Regions from separate parts of the Mus musculus genome. Here region 2 is linked to region 1. The links are chromatin contacts, called in public HiChIP or PLAC-seq maps. All regions are on one chromosome and are shown on one strand. The core of a region is the stretch at or near the end of the contact, and the rest is flanking DNA. Distances in the headings are between cores, read along the strand shown. Region 1 holds the start of Cenpf (centromere protein F). Region 2 has its middle 20 kb from the start of Smyd2.

What was found. HiChIP or PLAC-seq counts read pairs in DNA pulled down with a chosen protein or histone mark.
Region 2: an H3K4me3 HiChIP or PLAC-seq map of the SCID.adh cell line shows a contact between it and region 1, with 9 read pairs. The contact joins the enhancer-like site here to the promoter of Cenpf in region 1. A contact is called at or near these places in 12 of 484 Hi-C or Micro-C datasets (the C2C12 cell line, CD8 T cells, bone marrow-derived macrophages and 7 more), 11 of 115 datasets of contacts at active chromatin or transcription factors (the 230-238 cell line, the SCID.adh cell line, embryonic basal ganglia and 6 more) and 2 of 9 other capture datasets (adipose tissue and liver).

The regions. Positions count from the first base shown.
Region 1 is chr1:189,685,978-189,689,439 of GRCm38.p6, forward strand. It overlaps Cenpf (centromere protein F), which reads right to left and starts at 2,109. Exons shown (of 18, transcript NM_001081363.2): 1 at 1,999-2,109.
Region 2 is chr1:189,940,376-189,943,905 of GRCm38.p6, forward strand. No RefSeq gene overlaps it. Among named protein-coding and RNA genes, the nearest start is that of Smyd2, 20 kb to the left of the region's middle. Within about 2 kb of position 1,681, at least 11 of the 459 cell types and tissues checked have an H3K27ac peak or open chromatin away from gene starts, as enhancers often do. A contact at or near this core is called in the SCID.adh cell line, where this site is marked.

The DNA of each region.
Region 1 (3,462 bases), core at 859-3,358:
TGAGCTAGGCTACTGCCAGGACTGTTGCAAAGGTAATCAAGGCACTCCCCATGAAAAAGGAACACAGACAGGGACTCAAAGGACAACTCGAGCCCTGCCACTGTCACTCAGACCCAACTGTTCTTTCTGTCTTGTTTTGTCAATTGTGAGAATGATGTTGGCAACTTCCTGGAGCATTACAATGGCATCTCCCATTCTGTATGTGTTATCTATGATGTTAATGCCCCAAAAATATACTTCAGTTCATGACGCTGAGGAAATGTGGATCACCGCTTTCCGAGCCACATCCGTGTTTGTATACTGAGATAGTATCTAACTGTAAATATTTTGAAAAAATACTTTCAAAAGTTAAAGAGAAACAAGGATCTTGACATATTAGATACCGGGCCTTGAAGACAGTTTTTGGTGTCAGCTTCATTATTTTTTTTCCCAGATCTCATTTCACAGAAGACATGTGTAACTCCACACTCAATTTCCCACAAAATTTTCTGAAAGAAATCAAAGGCCTCTTAACTAAAACAAAGAGCAATTGACCCTGTAGCTTGTTCATTCAAGAGTGAGGAGAGTACATTAGACCAAAAACCACACGCAAAAATTGTCTTAACAATTCAGCCAGCCACCGAAATCAATACATCAACGTGCCACAGCCATATCCACCTTTCACCCCAGCACTTGGGAGACAGAGGCCAGTGGATCTCTGAGTTTGAAGCCAGCCTGGTCTACAGAGTGAGTTCCAGGCCAGACAGGGCTACACAGCCAACAAGTCAAAAAACAAAACAAAATAAAAGCAACAAAACATCTAGAGAGGCAATATAAGCAAGGGAATCCAGCAGGTTTATTTTCTAATTCAAAACCTACAAACAGCTATATTCATGTTTGTAGTCACACACTTTGTTGAGAGCAAGAAGATATTTACAAATGTAGTTAAGATAACTAAAGTTATATTTTATTATGCTGAGGATTAGTATACAGTATTTACACTTTAAATTTCTAATTACAGTCTTAACCCTATCTTCCCAGGGCTGCTCACCTGGGTGACATATTTTAGCTTGTCAGGTTCAGTTTTTTTTTTCCTTTTTATTATTATTATTTATTCATTCTACATCCTAATGGTAGCCTCCCCTTCTGCCTGTGATCCCAGTCCCATCCTCACAAACACCTTCCCTTCTCAGAGAGGGGAGGAGACCCCCTTGGATACCACCTGATCCTGGGACATCAAATTGAAGCAAGACTACACACAACCTTTCCCATTAAGGCCTTACAAGCCAACAGAAGTTTTTGATTTGAGGCTCCTGAGGGCAGATTATGGTGGTGTCTTCTCATATGTGCAGCGCAGAGCATTGTCTTAGTCTCCAATTATATACTGTTCACTGGGGATCATGGGGTTTTAGGATTGTTATTTGGAGTGAGTGATGTCAGAGTTTTGGTTATTAGTCTTGGGTGTTTAAAAGGCATTTTTTTTTACTATGTTCATTACACACTTATATACATTTTCTACCTCTCCTACACTTATATATAAATACATCACACCGATCGCCTAATTGCCATTAGGTGTTGACTGGGTACGGAACAACCTGTCAGCCACCTAAATCGGGTCACTAGAGCAAAAGTTGTAAAATCCGTAAATGTAAAAAATTAAGATTAAAGAGGCAGGGTCTGAGAAGAAGACTTTGAAAGATGAAGCAAAATCTCTGTGGTGACGGTGTAAAAGAACTTCCACCGAAAGTATGTCTTTAAAATGCGGAGGGCTCCGTTCATGGGCCCACCGCCCGCCTCAGGCCCTAAAGAGGGTCTGGCAGGTTTCTGCTGTTGTCCTCCGTCAGGATCCCCTGCCTCTCTGCCAGTGCTAGCTAGTTCTGGCTGCTGAGCACACAGCACAGCCTGGCACCCTGGCGACCCTAAGCCGCCAAGTGAGAAAGAAGCTTCTAGAAACCATGCGGGCCTCCGATGGGGGGCCGCGGGCGGAGGACGGGGGCCCCGAGGGGGGACGCTGCTCACCTGAGCTCCTCACAGAACCTGGCTCCGGGCTCTGCGAGCCCCGAGTTCCTCACCGCCGAGCTCCTCACACAGCGCACCGTTCCTCCCCGACCAGCACGAGCGATTCAAACTGCCCGCCGCCGCCGCCCCTCTTCCCTCCCGCTCACTTCCGGTCCCGCCCAGCTAGCCTCCACGCCCATTGGCCATGGCGAGAGGCTTTCGACCAGTCCTCACCCGGCTTCTCGGTGAGCCGCCTCTGATTGGCCCTTTTGGACGACTGTTTAAAAACAAGCAGAGCCGGCGGCGGAGCCTGCGCAGACGTCGGATGCACTGGCGTTGCCTAGAGACGGGCTCCGCACGCTGGGAGGAGCGGACTGCGGGTCTGAATGAGGGTTAAACCCTGAGCGGCTGGGCGGGCTTGAGGAGCAGGGTAAGGTGAGGTCTGTGCTGCGGGGAGGCCGCTCGCTCTAACCGTAGGACAAGCGTAAGGTGTTAGCTCTGAGGGGATTATTATTATAAAAGTTAGCTGCGAAGTTGATTATTACTTTAAAAGTTGGCGCGCACCTGCCATAGCAGCCCTGCGGAGGGCGTTTGGAGGACAGCCTGGCTATAGACAAGAGTCCTTGTCTCGAAAAGAAAAGAAGAGGGGAGGGGAGGCGGGGGGTGGGGGGGCGGATAACAGAGGCACAGTATAACAAATAATCTGAACTTGAATCTAGACATGCATGCAAAACTCAACTGCTGACCTCTCTGTCATCTCCATATTTTCAAAATCTGGATATGCGATTCGCATGGGTTGTGGTGGCTCACGCCGACAGGATTTACTGAATATGAGATCCGAGGGGAACACTTCATCAGATTCAAATATTCACAAGGCTCTTCTAAACTGAGTATACTGCTTCCACTTTCCTAATAGCACCTAAATGCCTAAATATTTTTCTTTAAAAGTAAATATCCATAGGAGGTATGGGATGTGATGCAAACGGAGGGTGGATAGGGGCGGGGGTATGGAATATGGAGTGTGGAAAATAAATTTAAAATAAAATAATTTTAAAAAAAGAAGTAAATATCCTTGGAATTGTAGAGGTGGCTCAGCAGTTGCTGCTCTTGCAGAAGACCTGGGTACAGTTCCTAACATCCACATAGTAGGTCACAACTATCTATAAATCCAGCTCAGGGAATCTGATTCCCTTTTCTGGGCCCACAGGCAACAGGTATGTAACGACATACGTGCTGGCAAAACATGCATGCACATAAAATTAAAACATAAAAATGCTCTCAGTTCCTCTTTCCTCTCCAGTGATCCCTCTCATTGTCTCTCTGCTCACATCCCATTTCTTTTTAGGGTCACTTAGTGCCCAGGGCTTATCCCAGCACCCAGTTTCCCCAGGAAGGCAGCTAAGAGTTACAGAGTCAGATGGAGACCAAAGCTGCTTTATCTTTGGCAGTTCTCTTTGCTATTCTGTAGCCAAAGACTACTTACTT
Region 2 (3,530 bases), core at 431-2,930, 250 kb after region 1:
CTCGGGAGGCAGAGGCAGGCGGATTTCTGAGTTCAAGGCCAGCCTGGTCTACAAAGTGAGTTCCAGGACAGCCAGGGCTATACAGAGAAACCCTGTCTCGAAAAAAAAAGAGAGAGAGGGCTGGTGAGATGGCTCAGTGGGTAAGAGCACCTGACTGCTCTTCCGAAGGTCCAGAGTTCAAATCCCAGCAACCACATGGTGGCTCACAACCATCTGTAACAAGATCTGACGCCCTCTTCTGGTGTGTCTGAAGACAGCTACAGTGTACTTACATGTAATAAATAAATAAATCTTTAAAAAAAAAAAAAGAGAGAGAGAAGGAAGAACACACACACACACACACACACACACACACTGTGATGGCTCTTCTTAGTTGTCAATCTAACTGCATCTGGAATTAGCTAAAACCCAAGCAGCTGGGGACACCTGTGAGGAATTTTTCTTGATTGAATCATTTGAGGTTGGAAGACCCACCCTCTTATGGATCTTCTGAAATGGGAAGTGTCACTTTTGATCTGGACCGCATATTCTGGTGGCAGTTTGGTGGCAGGTTTACTTTTTCACTGCCATTACAGTCTACTTCTTTGGTATTCTGATGTGTACTGAAGACCGGCTTGAGATATTCAACTTCTTTAACTGATCAACCACTGGATTCGTGGACTTTCCATCAGTAGACAGCCATTGTTGGATTAGCTGGACCACAGCCTGTAAGCCACTCTAATAAATCAACGCCCCTCTTATGTGTCATGTGTGTGTGTATTATTATACGGTTCTGCTCCTCTAGAGAATCCTGACTAATATACATATACACACAGATATGCACACATATATATGTACATATACACATATTGTAAGCTAATCTAATAAATCCTCTTTATATGTATACACATACATACATACATACATGTGTTTATATATGTGTGTGTATATATATGATATATGTATGTACACACATACATATATATTCTATCAGTTCTGTTCCTCTAGAGAACCCTAATATACATATATAGATAGATAGACATTTAAATACATATACACATAAACATACATATACACACATGCACATGTATACATCCATATACATATATACACTTATACACAACGTTCATAAATATATACATACATATATAATGGTGATAATTGCAAGAAATACATGATTTGTACACATGTCATTTGTGAAACTCTACATACATATTTAGCACATAGGTGATAAATAGATGCTAAATTCTCAGCTTCGGAAGAGAGATGGCGTTCATTGGTAAACGTGATTGAAAGATGACAGTAACTAAAAAAATGCGGATAGCTTGTCTCTAGAGAGAAGTTTTAGGATCGGGGGACTCTTTCTCCTGTTTCTCAATAAGCCTTTGAATGTTCTGAAATTTTAAGTCATACACACATGACTAAAATGTAGAATTTAAATTTGAAACGAATCAGCAGAAACACATGAGTTGGTGACACTTTCAGTTGATAAACTGCTTTCAAGTCCACTTGACATTCAAAGCACCTCAGCACTTCTTTGTGGTAGATTCACCACACCAGAGCAGCTGACCTACAATTCTGTGTGGTAGATTCACTACACCAAGCAACTGACCTACAAATCTGTGTGGTAGATTCGCCACATCACAGCAGCTGACCTACAATTCTGTGAGGTAGATTCACCACACCACAGCAACTGACCTACAATTCTGTGTGGTAGATTCGCCACAACACAATAGCGGACCTGTATACCTTTCAGATGATCACTGTCAGGGTGTTACACGGAAACAAGAAAACTATGGCTGTGTTGCTGCTGAAAGTGAACACTTGTGTTTGAGCTCAAAGCTTCCCTAAAGCGTGTGAACTGAAGACTTCGGTGTAGGCAGATAGAGGCAGACGGACCTACACCTCATGTTAGTCACCACTCCTATTTGGACAGTTGACTATCCCTGAAGAGGGCTCTCTTCTGTGTGGTATGAACATCCGTCCACCATAGCTGATGACCTCTTTGCAGGGTCTTCGTCCTCAGCTCAAATCTTAGGCTTCCTGCCTGCCAGTGGATCAGGTTGCTTAGGCAGTGTTCAGCATATCCCAGTTTTTAAATTAATCTAAACTTTAAGGATTAATGAAGCTGGTGTGATTTAGAAACCCTAAACCAAAACACATGGGGTACTTGACTCTTGTCCCACGGCTGCCTCTGAGAATCCCCCTTAGTTTCCTTACTTATTAATGGAAATATTTCTACAGAACACTGTCAGGCATCTTAGAGTTGTGACAGTTCCAAGTTCGCCCAAATGCTTCTAATGTTAGATTAAGTTACAATATAAAGTAATTGAGACTTTTTGATGATCCTTTTGATACTGAGACTTTTTGATGATCCTTTTGATACACGTATAATACAGGAGTTAAAAAAAAAAGTACAACATAGAACTAAGCTATGAGGCAAACAAAATATCTCAGTGAGAAGTGCTCATGATGTTTGTAGAATAAAACACAGGAGTGTTCCTTTCCGTACTGGTTATGTATATACCATGTGACATCTCAGGACAAATGATATTTCACCGGTTACAATGCATTTGCTAGCCTGCCAAACACATATGGTCTAAATATCCCTATTAAGCAACTAACTGCTTTAAACATTAAACCCTATCATTTGATTCTATACACATCACAACTTGTTTTATCTATCAGTCATGTTACTGTTGCCAGCCAGGGCAAAGACTGACTTCACAGAGTCAAACAAATACCTTAAAAACATATGTCACCAATACTCAGTTAATTAAAAAATTAACTATACTAGGAAACAATGTCAGACTCTAACATAAAAATAATCAGTAACTATACACTGTGTACCACTGAAGAAAGAGTCCCTTAATTTAATCACTGTACTTAATAAAAATCACAACAAGCATAGCATATAGTGGCAAAGTCATGCCACGCCCATGGAGGCTACACTCAACTTAGTTTGCTATTGGGCAGCAACAGGGGCAGGTGACCGGTCACTGCTGTATGTCAGTTACATTTTCCTTAATCAGCTGTTACTTCTGGCAAATACCATGCCACATAGGGGGATATGTGTTACTAGAAAAAGAAAAAGAAAGCCACCTCATGCTGGCAAATTGACTAAGTGGGTAAAGACATTTGTTGCCAAGCCTAATGGCCTGAGTTCAATCTCTGGGACCCACAAGGTAAGTGGGGAGACTTGACTTCTACAGGTTGTCTTCTACCTCCACCTGGGCCCATGATGCATGGGTACACACACACACACACACACACACACACACACATACACACACACACACACACACACACACACACATACATACACACACACACACACACACACACACATACATACACACACACACACACACACACATACATACACACACACACACACACATACATACACATACACACACACACACACACACATACATACACACACACACACACACACACACACACACACACACACTGACAAAGCAAATGTAATAAAAATGTAACATGGGGCCCTTATTCATGCAATTGTACATGGCTGATTGCATAAGGCC